Linked DNA regions of Mus musculus: all the other regions are linked to region 2. Evidence: chromatin contacts called from public promoter capture Hi-C data. All regions are on one chromosome and are shown on one strand. The core of a region is the stretch at or near the end of the contact, and the rest is flanking DNA. Distances in the headings are between cores, read along the strand shown. Region 1 holds the start of Ankra2 (ankyrin repeat, family A (RFXANK-like), 2). Region 2 holds the start of Ccnb1 (cyclin B1). Region 3 holds the start of Srek1 (splicing regulatory glutamine/lysine-rich protein 1).

Region 1 (2,700 bases), core at 91-2,590, 2.5 Mb before region 2:
TCTGAAAAGCCTGCACAGCCGACATCAGCAGCACCAAAGCAATCAGTTTAACTTATTCTAATTGCTATTTTGATGAAGCAGAGCAAACCAAGGTTCATTCACTTCACACTCACTTTTGCTTTAACATACCAGGAATGCCCTTTCACTACGTACTTCCTATTTAAGGTCAGCACAGGAAGTCATTCTGTCCCTCAGAAATCCCTCTCTGCCTTCCAACAGGTGTTCTCAAACACTATCAAGGGCCAGATGGTAAATATTTTAGGTCTGGCCAACCAACCGACAAAGCAGAAGATATTCTATAGTTAATGACATGGCAAGAAATTTTTTCACTAGTACTCACAAACGCATTTGTTGTTGTTGAAAGGAAATACAATTCTTTGAGGTCAAGGCCTATTTCATTTAGTTTCAAGCCAAATCACTGTACATAAGACAGTATGTTTATCTGCAAAAACCATTATTGGCTCACTAGATAAAAACAGGCACCGGAATAGATCTGTCCCAGGAATAGTACCTCCTAAGTCTATTTTTCAAGAAATGAAAGGTTTTCGAGGAAAGAAGTGAGAAGTAGCGCTGGCTTGCTAAGTTACACAAATGAAGAACAGCATTGGCGGGGACGTGCAAGGGAAGACAGAACAAGCAATGAGATGCTATGAAAACGAATGTTAGGAAAATCACTGGACCAAGTCAGGACCTAAGAAACTGGGATTCACGGAATAACAGGCATTACGACACAAGGTGTGATCAAATAAACCCTGAAGGGTACTGAGAACATGTAAGAGGGAGATGTTTAATTCTACCTGGACATAATGTCATTTCAGCGGGGTCTCTAAGCATAATGTGGCACGATGGGCACAAAAGAAGCAGAGCGGAGGTGCAGAGAGGGACGAATACCCAGCCATCCTCAAATCACTAAAACAGAATTCTGTCCTTGGCCTTGGAGAAGAGATTGCTCCAGGGACTGACAGAGGTGGCTAGGAGAGCGACTACAGAGGAGCAAAGCCTGGGTCAAAATTAAATCGCGGAGGCAGATAAGTTCAGTGATCTCCGGGGGAAGCCCCAGAACAGACGTCCAGGATGTCAGAGATCACAGTGAGGACTGAGCAGAGCCTGGGCCGCCACCGGGAGCCGCCATCGCCTACCTCCGCGGGGCCCCGAGGGTCCACCGAGGCACCGATCCCCAGGACGACTCCCCAGACTTCGCCAGCTCCCTACAGCATACCGCTCTGCAGCACTCGCTCAAAATCACGCGGACAGTCCAGGAGCCGGAAACGCGGAGGCGCAGAGGCGCGTCGCGGGAAGATGACGTGCAGCGCAGGCGCAGAAGGTTTACGACCCAAAGAACTACAAGAAAGCGCCCTGGTGGGCGGGGCCCTGGGCGGGGCCCCGGGCCGCTCTCCAATGACCCGGAACTGAGGCGATCCATGGTTCTCCGAGAGGATGGGCTACGGGGCGCTAGGGAAACAAGAAGCGATCCCTGGGAGTCGTCTCGCCTTCACCGAACGCTCTGGGCTTTTTCCAGAGGAGATAAAAGATAGGAAGTGACGTCTGGGCCCGAAGCAGGCCCGGGGCTCGGGACCGATCTGGCTAGGCCAGGCCAGAGCCGCTCTCCCGCTGAGCTCAGGGCGCGTGTACCACCCGCCTGACCGGCCCCTGTCCCCGGATCCGCTCGCCGCGTCGGAGCGGGAGCGGGTGTCACCCCGCGGCCGTAGAGCGGGAACGCCCGCCCGGACACCTGTCGCCCGTGAGACGCCTTTCGTTTTTTATAGCACCTTTGCCCCCACTGTAGGACAATTTCAAGAATTAGGAAGAACCCGAAGCCTCTGTGATTAGCTTCCATTGGGGACTGTGCCCCCTGCTTGCATTATACTCTCCCTTCCCAGGCGTCTGGCTGGCGAGCCTACCCACCCTTTCTTTCTTAACTCTTTCTCACCATCTCTGTCATTTCGTTTTTTCCCTCCCTTGTGCTTCAAGTCTTGGCGAATCAACAGTCTTTGCTTATCTCTGTAATCCAGTCTAGATAACCGTTCCCTTTTCCTTTCCTGTTCTCTGGTCAAAGACTGGTAATTCCGTCTATTGAAACCTATTGTTCTATAGGGGTCCGCAAAGAGGTGACTATTTTAACCCCATTTTAGGAAGGATTGAGTCTCGGGAAACTCGTGATTTGCATGTCTAGCACATCGAATTAGTTGGTGTTGAAAATAAATTATCAGACCCAATTAGAAAATATGGGAAAGAAACTGTAAAAAAAAAAATTGTCCAAATTAAGATCAGAAAATATGAGGCACTAGGTAGGTTTTGTGTGCGGTGGCTCCTAAGAGTGATCTTAAACCAGGTGAGGGAGGTGGTACACACCTTTAATCCCAGCACTCCGGAGTCAGAGTCGAGGCTACAAAATAAGTAAGACCTCGTGTCAAAAGAAAAAAGATCTCCATCTGGCAGTTTTTTCCCCCTTTAATGGGAGCTTGAAAGGAAGTTTTCAAGAGAATAGCACTGGACATCCCCTGGGAGAACTGGGGAGGAGAGGGGGTGGAGTTGCGGCTCAACCCACACGTGCCTAGAAGAAATTGTTCTTTCCTTAGAAACAGTTCCCATTGAGTGCTATAAACTAACTTTCTGTTCCTGTGGCCTTCTGACAAAATGTAGCAACTTTGTTATGTGATACTTTGTGTGACTGTAGTGTCTTCATGTCTCTCCTGGAAG
Region 2 (2,700 bases), core at 110-2,609:
CAGCATTGGAGGTGGAAATCTCAAGTTCAAGGACAGCATGAGCTACAGAGACACAGAAAAGAAAATGATTTATGCCCACATCCGTGTCCCAGGCCAGCCAGGAGTACATAGTGAGTGAGACTCTGGTGTCTACATAAAACAAAAAGCCCCACCATATTTATCTGCCACCATTTGACGCAGGGTGCTAATACTCACCCCAGAGTCGTTAATGCATGTAAAATGTTTTTGCTAGCCACTCAATAATAAGTAATATATTTAAATGCTGTCATGTGCATCAACGTGAAATGAAGTCAGAGAGAAGAAACAAACTTTTAAAAAATGCAAGTTTACCAAAATAGGTTCAGGAGAAAGCTTCTCTTCTCTAACATGTTCAAGTTCAGGTTCAGGCTCAGGCTCAGCAAGTTCCACCTCTGGTTCACACACAGGCACCTTCTCTACAGGTTTTGGTAGGGCTTTAACAGTACCTTTTCCAGTACCTAGCGTTTTTGCTTCCTGTGGATGAAAGGGAGAGAACAGAATGTTTTCCCAAGGGTGACAGCTAGAAGATGGGCCTTTTCAGGTTAATTGGGCTAGGGAGATCGGTACCCTTTTCAGGGCGATAGTTACCCTTTTCAGAGGCACTCTTGCCTGTAGCTCTTCGCTGACTTTATTACCAATGTCTCCAAGAGCAGTTCTCGGTCTCAGCCCGGGCTTGGAAGCAGCAGTAACTGTCACAGGCACACGCTTGGCGCCTGCCATACTGACCTTGGCCTTATTTTCTGCGTTAATTTTCGTGTTCTGAAAGAAGTAAAAGAACAACTTGAAAAGGGTCCACGGCAGCAAGCAGGCAGCCCCGAGGAAGTCACGGGTTAATTAAGGCGGGACCTAACTAAGGAAAGCAAGGGTGGTAGGATCTAGCCTCCAGCCGTGACAAGCAAGTTTCCACCCAAATCTTTCACCTTTAATCCAGTTTCCCCTTAAGTCCTAAGCCACCCTAAACATGGTGAATTTACATCGGAAAGGATGCCATAAAAGCCTCCGTCGTAGACAGCTCTCCGGGAAGGCGAAGAATTCACCCTGGGCCTTCACCATTAAGAGCACAGCACCCACTCCCCACAAGTCCTGCAGCCCAGATAGGTCCAGAGGTCTTTTTCACCCTCCATAAGGTGGGTCCTCAGCTCCCCGGCCTCGCCGGAGCCCTCCCGGATCCCCCTCCCGCTCCGGGATCCCGCGGTCTTCTCCCGCCGCGATCACCGCAGCGCCTGGCCCGACTCACCCTAGTGACCCTGAGCGCCATGGCTCCTCCAAAATCAGAGGTTCCCCGATTCGAGAAGACACCCTAACCTCTGGCTATCCACAGCTAAACACTAACAGCCGTTCCTCCGCAGCACGCCGGGAGGAGTCTGCCGGGCTTAGGTTTAAACCCCGGGCCGCTCGCTCCTCATTGGCCAGTTCGTGGCACTCGCTCTCTTCCCATTGGCGCCGCGGGTTCCCGTAGAATGCGTTTCCTGGGCGATCCCGCGATCCCAAGTTCGGCGGGGGTGGGGCGGGGGCGGGGCCAGAGCGAGGCTGCCGCTGGCAGCACCGCCCACCCCTCGCGAGGTCAGGCTCTATGCCTGCGCACAAGTCGCATTGCTGCCACCTGCCTTAGGTAGGCATGGCGTGCAGTGCTCACTTGTGTGCTGTCCAAGCTAGCCCAGGCGACTCCGTTGGACTTTAGGAAAATGACTGTGGGGAGTACGCATATCAGTTTTGCTGTTGTCCTATTTATTGTTTCTCATCCTCTTCTATAGAAGTGCCAATACTATCTTAAGAGTTCCCGAAAGCTTTGTTGCAGAGACGGTCTTTAATATGACTGTTCCAACAGCTATCTGGGATGGATTTTGAGGTTGATAGCATGAAGTTTTAGCACACATACACATAGTAAATGTTTTTTGTTTTGTTTTTGCTTTTTGTTTTTTCGAGACAGGGTTTCTCTGTATAGGCCTGGCTGTCCTGAAACTCACTCTGTATACCAGGCTGGCCTCGAACTCAGAAATCCACCTGCCTCTGCCTCCCAAGTGCTGGGATTAAAGGCGTGTGCCACCACCGCCCAGCTGTAAATGGTTATTATAAGCAAATAGATTAACATACCAAGCTCCCCAATAGCGACTGCCCCAGTGATAAAAGAAAATGTGCCTTATGCTTAATTTTGCTCTAAGTTTAAGATTACTCCAAAAATATAGTTTTGTAAAATCTTATTTAACAAAGATCTCTATTGCAACTCTCTATCTTTCTATGTCAAACTCCTTATTAAGGCTTATTAACTTCAGTGAAATTTTCCACATTAATTTTCAGTAACACTAACGCGGATTTATTTATTGACCAGGATCTCTTGTAGCACAGGTTGTTGGCATTCCTTCTATGCTCCGCCCAACAGTTACCTAGCAACAGCCAGGTAGGCCTGGCTTGCTATAAAAAGGACTGTTTGGCCTCTCCCTCTCTCTCTGACTCTGCCCTCTTTTCTCTCTCTGTCCCTTTTCTCCCTCTCTCCCTTCTCCCTCTCTTCACAGGTTCCTGGCCAGCTTCTTTTCTTCTTTTTCTCCTTCTCCCTCCCCCCATCTTTTCTCCTCTCTCTCTTTCTCTCTCCCACCCCCCCTTCTCGTCCCTTCTCTTTCTCTGTCTCTATTCACTTCTCACCTTCCTTTCCCATGCCCCCAAGTAAGCTGTTCTATGGTAGAC
Region 3 (2,700 bases), core at 175-2,674, 3.0 Mb after region 2:
GGCAACGCGCCCAGCTAGAATAAATGAAAATTTAATAATCACCTGCACCAAGTGAAAAGAATACTGATAGGCAGTCACTGTTTTATTTCAACTTTTTTGAATGCATAACATTAAATAGTCACATCCGTAAGAAATCAATTTGTAGCCATTCTGCTACTTACAGAGAGTAGAGAGATATATTGTTCTGTGTGCATGACTATGAAATAAGCCAAAATCTTTTCCCAAAAAAATCGTGGACAACTTTTCCTTCAAATAATTTTAGCATAAAGAACAAAATACCGTGGCCCTTAGTATTTTCTTAAAGTTTATGAGTGTGAGAATGTTACGAACGGTAAAACCATTACAAGTTATCCGATTAGTGAATACTGCATAAGGGAAATTTACCACTTCAAGTACACTGCCTAAGAAGCGAGCGCTGGATTTTAAACACATGTACACAGTAGTGATAATTCTGCACCGATTTATACTTTTTGAAACGTCTGAGCCAGCGTGACCTTCTTGGAGAAGGAAAATTCAGGCTGTTGCCAAAAGGAGAGATTGACGTGATCTTTAAGATCGTGAATATGGGCTCGGTTAGAAAAACCAAAACGATGGTAAATGTCTAAGATCACCCCGGAGAACAAAAACAGCCCCGATTCCATGTTGTCATCCGCTCGCTCCCTCAGCAGCGCTAGCAGCCTGACATTAAGACCTAGAGGTCCGGGCGTTGGCGTTGCTGGCGTTCTCCACGATTCTCCCAGTGCAAAAAAAAAAAAAAAAAAAAGAAACGTTATAGGCATTTGCCATGAGGACTGTCGCCGGCCCACCTGCGGCCATCTTAAGTTCGGGGGAAACCAAAGGCCCGGGGCACCCAACTCGAAGGCCGGGCATCAACCACAGTCCCGGAGGCTCGAGAGAGGAAGGCACCCCTAAGTCCTCTGCAGGAACCCCGCGTGGAGCTCAATTAACAAAACCTCACCGCGGAGAGGCCCCGCGGCCGGCCGGGTGCCCTCATCAAACATGGCCGCCTAGGGAAGCGCGCCGTCACGTGACGCCCGCGCTCGCCCCGTGCCTCCCTCGGCGCCCGAGGTCTGGATGGCGGCGCGCCCCTCCCCCCGCCGGGCTCCAGCACTCACTCTGGGGGGTAGAGCCGTAGCTCCTCGATTTCTCCTAGGAAGGAAAAGAGCGTCCTCATCTGCTCGCTGGTCACCGCCGACGAGAGGTTCGTCACCTGAATCACCGTCGTAGGGAAGAGGCCGAAGCCTAAGCCCAAGCCGAAGCCGCCGCCGCTGTTCATCCCGGCCTCGCTGCTGCTGCCTTCCCGCTCCCCAACGTCCACGACGCGTCAGCGACGGAGCCTGGGAAGCAGAGGCGCGCGGCCGCGAGCGCGCTCCCGAGAGCTAATCCTCCGCGCCCGGGCACGTCTAGCCGCCCATCGCGCAACTCTCCTGCTCCGGGGGCTGCGCGCGCCGGCCGGAAGCGTCGCCCTGGCAACGCGGCGGCTCCCCGCGGGTCCTGGCGGCCGCAGCCCTGGGGTCAGGTCGCCGGGACTGTTGCTAGGCGTCACTAGGTCTTCAGAGAGGTTTACCTGCTGCTGCAGTGAGGGTTGCGGAGGTTGTGCCTACAAACTCCATCACTTCTCGATGCTTCTGTCAGTTAAGCAGCTCGGCTCTTTCTCCACATCAGGCGGAGGAACCCAGAGGCCTGGGCTGCAGTGGTAAAGGGACAATGACATCTGGACATTATACATTAATACCTGACCAAACAATAGCTTCATTATTAAATACAGGCTGCAACCCCGCTTAACCTATTTTCAAAATTGGCAGGCACCCTGATTATGAGAATTCTTGGAAATTTTCACACCAATTATGGAGGTTAGGGTAAATGAGTGAATGAAAGGCTTTGCTGTCAATTTATAACATGCAATTTATTTACTAGCGGGCCCTAATATCTATACTTTTAGACAAAGGCAGGTAAAAGACACAAACTGTCTACATGCAACTTGCACCTTAATACTGCGCAATCATTTTCAACCAGAGCAGCTATATCCAAAGTTCATGGTTCAAGTCCATTCCTGTGGGCCCACAATATAAAAACTTATTGGGGTCCTGGAGTTGCTCTACAAAGCACACAAACATCAAACTCAGTTAAACAGGGATGGTTTATATAACTCACACCACAAGCCTGATGGACCAGGGCAACAGCTCAAAAAGCTGAGCGCTGGATATTTCTTAATGGCCATCTTCTAAAGGTTAAAACCGCTCAAACCACAGTGGGCTCCAATGCAGGTGCTGGAAGGGCTGCCTGGTAGTCAGCCCTCACTCAAGCCATTTTAGACGTGACAGTTTATATTGACCTTTAATTTGATGGGTCCTACATGAAGCCTACAGTTGTGGAATTTCTTAAGATTAACAAACCTCATAACACACAGAACAGAACAGGGTATGTGATCAGCATGACTCTGTTCTGAGTCAAGTTATTTTTCTGTGTCAATGACTGGCAGGCACACTACAGCAACATATGAAGTAGCTAGCAGACATGGAACGAAATGGCTACAGCTATGCTGGGGGAGGGAGACCCCAACACATGTACTAATTATTAAGACTTTGTTGCCACAGGGCGGTGGTGGTGCAAGCCTTTGATCCCAGCACTTGGGAGGCAGAGGCAGGTGGATTTCTGAGTTCGAGGCCAGCCTGGTCTACAGAGTGAGTTTCAGGACAG

The links. Promoter capture Hi-C pulls out the DNA fragments that hold promoters and counts their contacts.
Region 1: a contact with region 2 is called in a promoter capture Hi-C map of liver, with 5 times the contacts expected there. The contact joins the promoter of Ankra2 here to the promoter of Ccnb1 in region 2. A contact is called at or near these places in 2 of 39 promoter capture datasets (liver and neutrophils) and 1 of 9 other capture datasets (adipose tissue).
Region 3: a contact with region 2 is called in a promoter capture Hi-C map of liver, with 11 times the contacts expected there. The contact joins the promoter of Srek1 here to the promoter of Ccnb1 in region 2. A contact is called at or near these places in 7 of 39 promoter capture datasets (the C10 cell line, cranial neural crest, embryonic stem cells and 4 more), 2 of 115 datasets of contacts at active chromatin or transcription factors (astrocytes and embryonic stem cells) and 1 of 9 other capture datasets (adipose tissue).

The regions. Positions count from the first base shown.
Region 1 is chr13:98,261,736-98,264,435 of GRCm38.p6, forward strand. It overlaps Ankra2 (ankyrin repeat, family A (RFXANK-like), 2), which reads left to right and starts at 1,341. Exons shown (of 8, transcript NM_001271388.1): 1 at 1,341-1,741. It overlaps Utp15 (UTP15 small subunit processome component), which reads right to left and starts at 1,257. Exons shown (of 13, transcript NM_178918.3): 1 at 1,140-1,257.
Region 2 is chr13:100,785,127-100,787,826 of GRCm38.p6, forward strand. It overlaps Ccnb1 (cyclin B1), which reads right to left and starts at 1,360. Exons shown (of 9, transcript NM_172301.3): 1 at 1,256-1,360; 2 at 607-777; 3 at 331-492. The coding sequence starts at 1,276.
Region 3 is chr13:103,773,184-103,775,883 of GRCm38.p6, forward strand. It overlaps Srek1 (splicing regulatory glutamine/lysine-rich protein 1), which reads right to left and starts at 1,425. Exons shown (of 12, transcript NM_001361085.1): 1 at 1,116-1,425. The coding sequence starts at 1,276. It overlaps Gm52054 (a long non-coding RNA gene), which reads left to right and starts at 1,434. Exons shown (of 4, transcript XR_003950659.1): 1 at 1,434-1,853.